Regions from separate parts of the Mus musculus genome. Here region 1 is linked to region 2. A link is a contact called in public HiChIP or PLAC-seq data. All regions are on one chromosome and are shown on one strand. Each heading gives the region's core, a stretch centred on a gene start, on an enhancer-like site or on the middle of the called end of the contact. The rest is flanking DNA. Distances are from core to core; before and after follow the strand shown. Region 1 overlaps Dlgap2 (DLG associated protein 2). Region 2 holds the start of Dlgap2 (DLG associated protein 2).

The links. HiChIP or PLAC-seq counts read pairs in DNA pulled down with a chosen protein or histone mark.
Region 1: an H3K27ac HiChIP or PLAC-seq map of SST interneurons shows a contact between it and region 2, with 2.1 times the contacts expected there. The contact joins the enhancer-like site here to the promoter of Dlgap2 in region 2. A contact is called at or near these places in 3 of 39 promoter capture datasets (cranial neural crest, hippocampal neurons and second pharyngeal arch cranial neural crest) and 5 of 115 datasets of contacts at active chromatin or transcription factors (SST interneurons, astrocytes, embryonic forebrain and 2 more).

Annotation. Positions count from the first base shown.
Region 1 is chr8:14,556,135-14,559,136 of GRCm38.p6, forward strand. The region is part of intron 4 of Dlgap2 (DLG associated protein 2); the gene reads left to right. Among named protein-coding and RNA genes, the nearest start is that of C030037F17Rik, 210 kb to the right of the region's middle. Within about 2 kb of position 1,322, at least 5 of the 459 cell types and tissues checked have an H3K27ac peak or open chromatin away from gene starts, as enhancers often do. A contact at or near this core is called in SST interneurons, where this site is marked.
Region 2 is chr8:14,094,280-14,097,196 of GRCm38.p6, forward strand. It overlaps Dlgap2 (DLG associated protein 2), which reads left to right and starts at 1,596. Exons shown (of 16, transcript NM_172910.3): 1 at 1,596-1,862.

The sequences.
Region 1 (3,002 bases), core at 72-2,571, 460 kb after region 2:
GGTGGCTGCTACAGACAGATGCCCATATGGAAGAGAGGAGACAGGCAATCCGGTCAGGGCTCTAACACTTGAGTACTTCCCTGTGCTTTCTGGAGTGATTTTTTTTTTAAGACAGTGCGAATATTTTATATTCCAGAGACTACAGTTAGAGTCCTTGGAGCTTTGCATCAAAGTTTGCACTCAGGTCTGAGTAACATGGAACTCATGACAGATAGGATTCTGGGAGGAATGGTCTGAAAGAATGGGTTTGTTCGTTTGTTTTGCTGTTAAGGAAATGTCTACACTGCATAAACTTTACTGCCCACCCCATGCTCCGCTGGGCAGTAGAGGTGTGTTTACAGTGTGTACCTGTGGCCTCACAGAGCCTCCCCAGTGCTTCACTGTTCCTTAAAGTAAAGACTTACATGGATGAGAAATGGGTCCCAGAAGCTGCCCTTGGGACAGTCTGGGTGACAGGCAGAAAGGCACAACCCCCCCCCCCCCCCACACACACACACAGCCTCTTGGCTGTCACTTCCTCTGGGCACAAGGGTGTATCTTGACAAGGAGGTGGCTCTGTCTTGTGGAGTGACCTTTAGAGGTCACTGGTTGTGGCAGCACACTTCTTTGTCTTTAAACCTGGGACACTGATGGATCCCAGGCTCCATAAATAGAGAGTCCGGGTTTTAGAATCTCAGATTTTACAAATGGAAATTGAAGTTGAATTCCTTCCCCTGAATGTGACTCCAGATATGTGCTCCAGACCCAGTGCCACTTCCGAACTGGAGTTCTGGGCTAGTCTGCTCACACGGGAAAACTGCCACAACTATCCACCCATGCCTTGTGTCCCCTTTGTCTATATAGCCCATTCCTTCCATTTTTATACTTTCTAGCAATGCTTCCTGTAAATCTATAGTATAATTTTATTTCAAGTACATCAAATAGTTGAAATTGGGTCAGGCAAATGTCAGAATATCCTGTTCCCAAATGTGTAGATAGATGGACACAGTCTGATATTCCACAGGCTAGAAATAAAGAGAAGCTGACCTCTGCTCCTGAGGACTCCATGTCCTCTCTGATGGTATCTGTTTTCTTAGGAAGTTTTCTGTATCATTCTTGTAGCCTTGGGCTGTCATGGCTTCTCCCTAGACCCTCTGTTAGAACCCTATAAATAAATTGCATGAGCTTTAGAGAGATTTTCACAGTGCCTTTAATCATGTGTAGAATTCTAATTGCTTGTACTCTGTAACTTCCCAAGTAACGCTGATCATAAGGGGCGAAGCTGTTTGGTAGTTCTCAGCCTGCTGTGCGAGCGAGCAGTGAGGCCGTCTTTGCTAATCTGCCACGGCTCATTCTGTCCTAAGAGCAGGTTTTGTGAAACTTCCCTTGAGATTCTGCAGCATACGCACGATCCCAGAGGAGCATAAAAGCTAGTTTCATAATCTTTGTGAAGTCTTTGGAATTCTGAATCTTGATGGGTCCTGTGGAGAAAGGATAGAAGAGAAACTGCAAAAGGAGGCCCTGGGTCCTTTTCAGAGCACAGTCAGATGTATTTAGCCAGCCCAGCCCTGCAGGGGACCAGTGAGGGCTATGTGAGTAGTACCTGTACCCCAAGGGCAGAACACATGAACCCATAAGTGTGTGACCAGCACCACCATGGCTCTGGGTGAATCATCTTCAGCAGGGTCTAAGGGTCCTGGATGTTGGCAGAGCCCCAAAATCATGTGTGTTGTTGAAGGATGGATTTGAAGGAAGGGTTTGAGAAGGGTCATACTCTGCTCTGTCCTCTGCCGATGCCCCTCCTCTGTTGGTAGCTTCATGAACTTGAGGAAAGAAAGGTGCTTTCAATAAGGGTGTTATAAGGGCAAGGGGGATCTGAAAATTACATTAGCATCCACCGCAACTGCTTATTGAAAGATGCTGGTTTATATCCATGCACAAGTTTTAACACTTATAGACAGACACACATTAGGGAAACACACCTTTGCCCTTGCATTTCGGATGAAGATGTTCTGGGTTGCTGGCTATCTTTCTGAAAGGGAAGCTCTTGTTGAAAAACCTTAAGTCACACACATCACTTAGGGAGAGTTTGGCAAGCATCAAGGCTGTGAGGGCAGAGAATCATTGCTAATGAGGGTCCTTGGGGACAATTTTATGTCAACATCTCTGTAAAGGATGTGGCAGGAGCAATACAATCTAAATCCTTGAAGCTCATATGCCAAACTGTTTCCTCATTTACCTTTCTGTGGCTCACAGCTTGCCCTGTAAATGTCTTCCTGCACTTAATTCTTTCTTGCCTCCCTCTCTAGCTCTCCTTCCATCCTCCACCCAGCTGGCTCCTCTAACAGGCAGAAGTTCTACATAACACACTGTCTTGAGCTGCAGTGGATACATGGGAAGGCCTTGTCCAAATGATACATAAAATGCCTAAGGAAAAATTGAGCCTTGAGTGACCATATGACCCTCTAGTTTCATGCCAAGAGAGGACAGTGTGCCATGGAGTATGAAAAGGAGCCACAGAGGGACAAAGAGAACAGTTAGGTGATGGCCCTGGTGTGAATCACTCTATAACCAGTGCCGATGTACGGTATACGAGATGGATCACATCAGAATATTGTCCAAAGGATCAAAGATTTCTAGGAGAATTTTTAAAGGGAGGTCTTCCCTTCCCACTGCCAGGACAGTTCTGAATGGCAGTATAACTCTGACTGTGGGAGCTCAGAGAGGAGAGATAATCCTTGAACAAGTGGTAGAGACCACACCCTGAGTATACATTGCTAGGGATAAGCAGAAGGTGGGGTGGGTCAGTACATGCCGCTGCTGGCTGAGGTCCAGCTCGGCATGATTGACTCCGGAGAGGCCATGGAAGTAGAATGTGTCATTATCTCTGTCCTCTTTGCTGTTCATGGGGAAAGGACATGCAGTCACCGATAGTTTTATATTTTCTAGTAGCTACATGTAGAAATGGTACAAAGAAATAGACAGAGTTAAGTTCTGTTTCCTTACACACAGCCCTGATTCTT
Region 2 (2,917 bases), core at 346-2,845:
CGTCAAATGGCTTCATCCCAACACTGGATGCGTGCCCAGGGACAGTCTTTCTTTCTGTTTTGGTACAAGTCCACGACCCAAAAGAGCTCACAGCAAGCACCACTGTGCTCCTTTCGTTTGCCTGAGATGGAAGACCGGAAGATGGGGGCACCGTGGAGAGGAGGAGAAAAGTGGATATTAGAATCTTCAACTTGATGTGCAGTCTAGATTTTTTATTCGAGGTCTGGAAACCCACCTTCCTTCCTTCCTTCCTTCCTTCCTTCCTTCCTTCCTTCCTTCCTTCCTTCCTCTCTCTCTCTCTCTCTCTCTCTCTCTCTCTCTCTCTCTCTCTCTCTTTCGATAGTGGAATCCAAATGGAGTGTGCTACAAACACTAGAAAAAAGTCACATCAGATACCTTTGATCCATTTGTGTATCTTTCACACACCTTAGTATTTTGCTCTGAAAGTGCACTGCAGTTGATTGATCATAGGAAAAAACATCTTATGGAGGCTGTTTTTATGGAAAAGATCTTGGGATTTAGGGAAATACAGGGCTGTTCACCTGTCTCTCCTCTATTCGACACCCATTCACCTTTCTGTAAATAGTCACCTTATTGATTAAGTTTTGGTCACATTTAAACTTCTTGACAACGGAGACGAAAGCCCCCTATTATATTTACACGGAGCCTAGAGACCGGCCCAAGGTTAAGCAGGTGTAGTGAGTATCCCCAGAGCCCGGTGCCAAACTATGTCTTTAGTTGTCAGCACCTTTTACTCTAGGCCACAGAAACTTTTCTTGACTGTTCAGTGGATCTAAAAAGGGTATCCCCACGAATCTAATTAGGTTTCATCAAAATATGGCTAATTTTGCTGAATTTGCCAGACTGTTTTTTGTTGTGTTTCTGATTTCGCTGAGGAAAAAAAAAAAGATAGTTTTTTTTCTTTGCTTCCGAGTGCAGCAGCAAACAAGGGCCGACACCATCTCAGCCCTCTATCTGGACCAGGTTTATGACTAAAGATTGCTGTTCAAGGTGCTGGGGATTCCTGTGAGCCCAGAAGCAGCAGTTTACCAGAGCTGGGAGGTAACAGGTGGAAACAGTGGTCTTATTTCACAGCACCCAGAGCAGCACTGTGCTCTCTTAGTGGCCAGTGCTGAGAGCTCCTATCTTCCATCGCTCCCTCTCTATGACCTGGGAGCCCAATAGGCTTTCACCGTGCAGAGTTCAGGGTGCCGATGCGTCTGCAGATCCCACATCTCGGTTCACATTGAGCTGGCCCTTCCCAGGCGCATTGGCTTGCTTGTGGGTTCCCACGCTGACCTACAAACACACGGAGCACACGCGGTGTGGGACCTCTCCGCTCCCCCTCCGGGAACCATCACTGTCCTGGAGTGACCCAACGCTCTGCGCGCAACAGTTGGGATCCGCTGTGCGCGGGCTCCCGGGCCGTGAGCGCCATGCGACCTCTGGGCCAGGCTTGCCATTGGCAGCGGCACCGCGGCCTGAGCGCTCCCCCTAGGCGCGTGGCGCTGGGCCCTTCCTCAGATGGAGCCACGCACCGGCCGCCCCCCAGTGCGCCGGTGCCTCCCCGGGCGCCGAGTGCGCAGGCGCCGGCCGTGAGGACCGACCGTGCGCCGGGCTCGAACGGGGTCGGAGCGCGCGGCGGCGGTGGTGGCGCTGGCGGTGGCGGTGGTGGAGGCGATAAGCGGTAGCGGCAGCGGGGGACAGACAGACTGCGGATCGACGCACGGACCCAAGGATTCTCGAGCTTGGGAGCTGGCGGCAGTGCTGTGCGCACCGCCTGGCCTGAGGGGTGGCCACCTTGCCATGTCGCTCTGCACCCACTGAACTAGGAAAGCCCAAGGATGTCTGCTCTGAGGAAGGTGCGAGACGCGCGGGGCCGCGGGGACCGGGATGCGGGGACCTGGGCGCTAAGTGGCGAGTGCCGTCGGGGCAGGGAGGGGGCGGTGCTGCGAGCCGGACCGGCGAGGGCCCTGCCTGAGTGGCTGCGTTGGGGATAAGAGGCTCCCGGGGACCCGATCCGGGAGCGTGAGAATAACCCCAGGGACGGCTGGTGCTCCGGGGTCCGCCGCTGGGGTCCTTCCGGGCTGCAGCGCCCCGCGGCAGGATTGCTGGCACACGGGCTCCCTGGGTGCAGGAGCGAGGCGGAGGTGTGAAATTCCCCGCTCCGCGAGGCCGGGTAAGGGGGTGCAGCCCGGGGCCCCGGCCAGAGAGGGACTCTGGTGGGGCAGTGGGGTGCGACCTGGGTTTCCCCTCCCCCAAGCCCGGGTGGACACCCGGACCTAGACTGGGAATGAATGAAAGGTGCTTGGAGCTGGTGGTACGGGCACTGGGGTCGCGGAGGCGGGGAGGGGCCACTTGTGCCCTTTGCAACAGCCTTCGCGCCCGGCAGGGCCTGGGCCTCGGGCTTGGGAGGGGGTGGCCGCTGCTGGGCTCTCCAAGTGCGAGCCGGGAGCACGGGGGCTTTTTTAGGGGTGGTTGCTAAGCGAAGCGCTACCCAGCGCAGGGTTTTGTAACTAAGCCTCCCCCGGCAGCTGCTGTTGCTGTTCTCGGGCTCTTTCCCTAACGATCGCAGAAGAAATAATGAGGATGTAATTATTACAGCCCTGCGCGGCGAAGGGCTGGGGGGCGGCAGGCACCGGCTCCTCTGCTTGACGCTGGCCAGGTGGGGCCGGGCGGGGCAGGGGATTTCTCTCCCATCCTCCTGGAGCGGCTGGGTGGCGGGAGATGCTCGCTGGGACCCGAGGCAGGGGCCGGGGCTGTATACCGAGTTAGAAGAGATGGGGAAGGGCAGCAGGCAGTGCCTAGGCGGGCGTAGAGTGTCGCAGGTGAAAGGGAACCGGGAGCGCCGCGGCTGCTTAGCCGTTTCTCACCCGAAACTCAAAACACTTCGGGAATGTGGTGCCAGCCGCCCGCA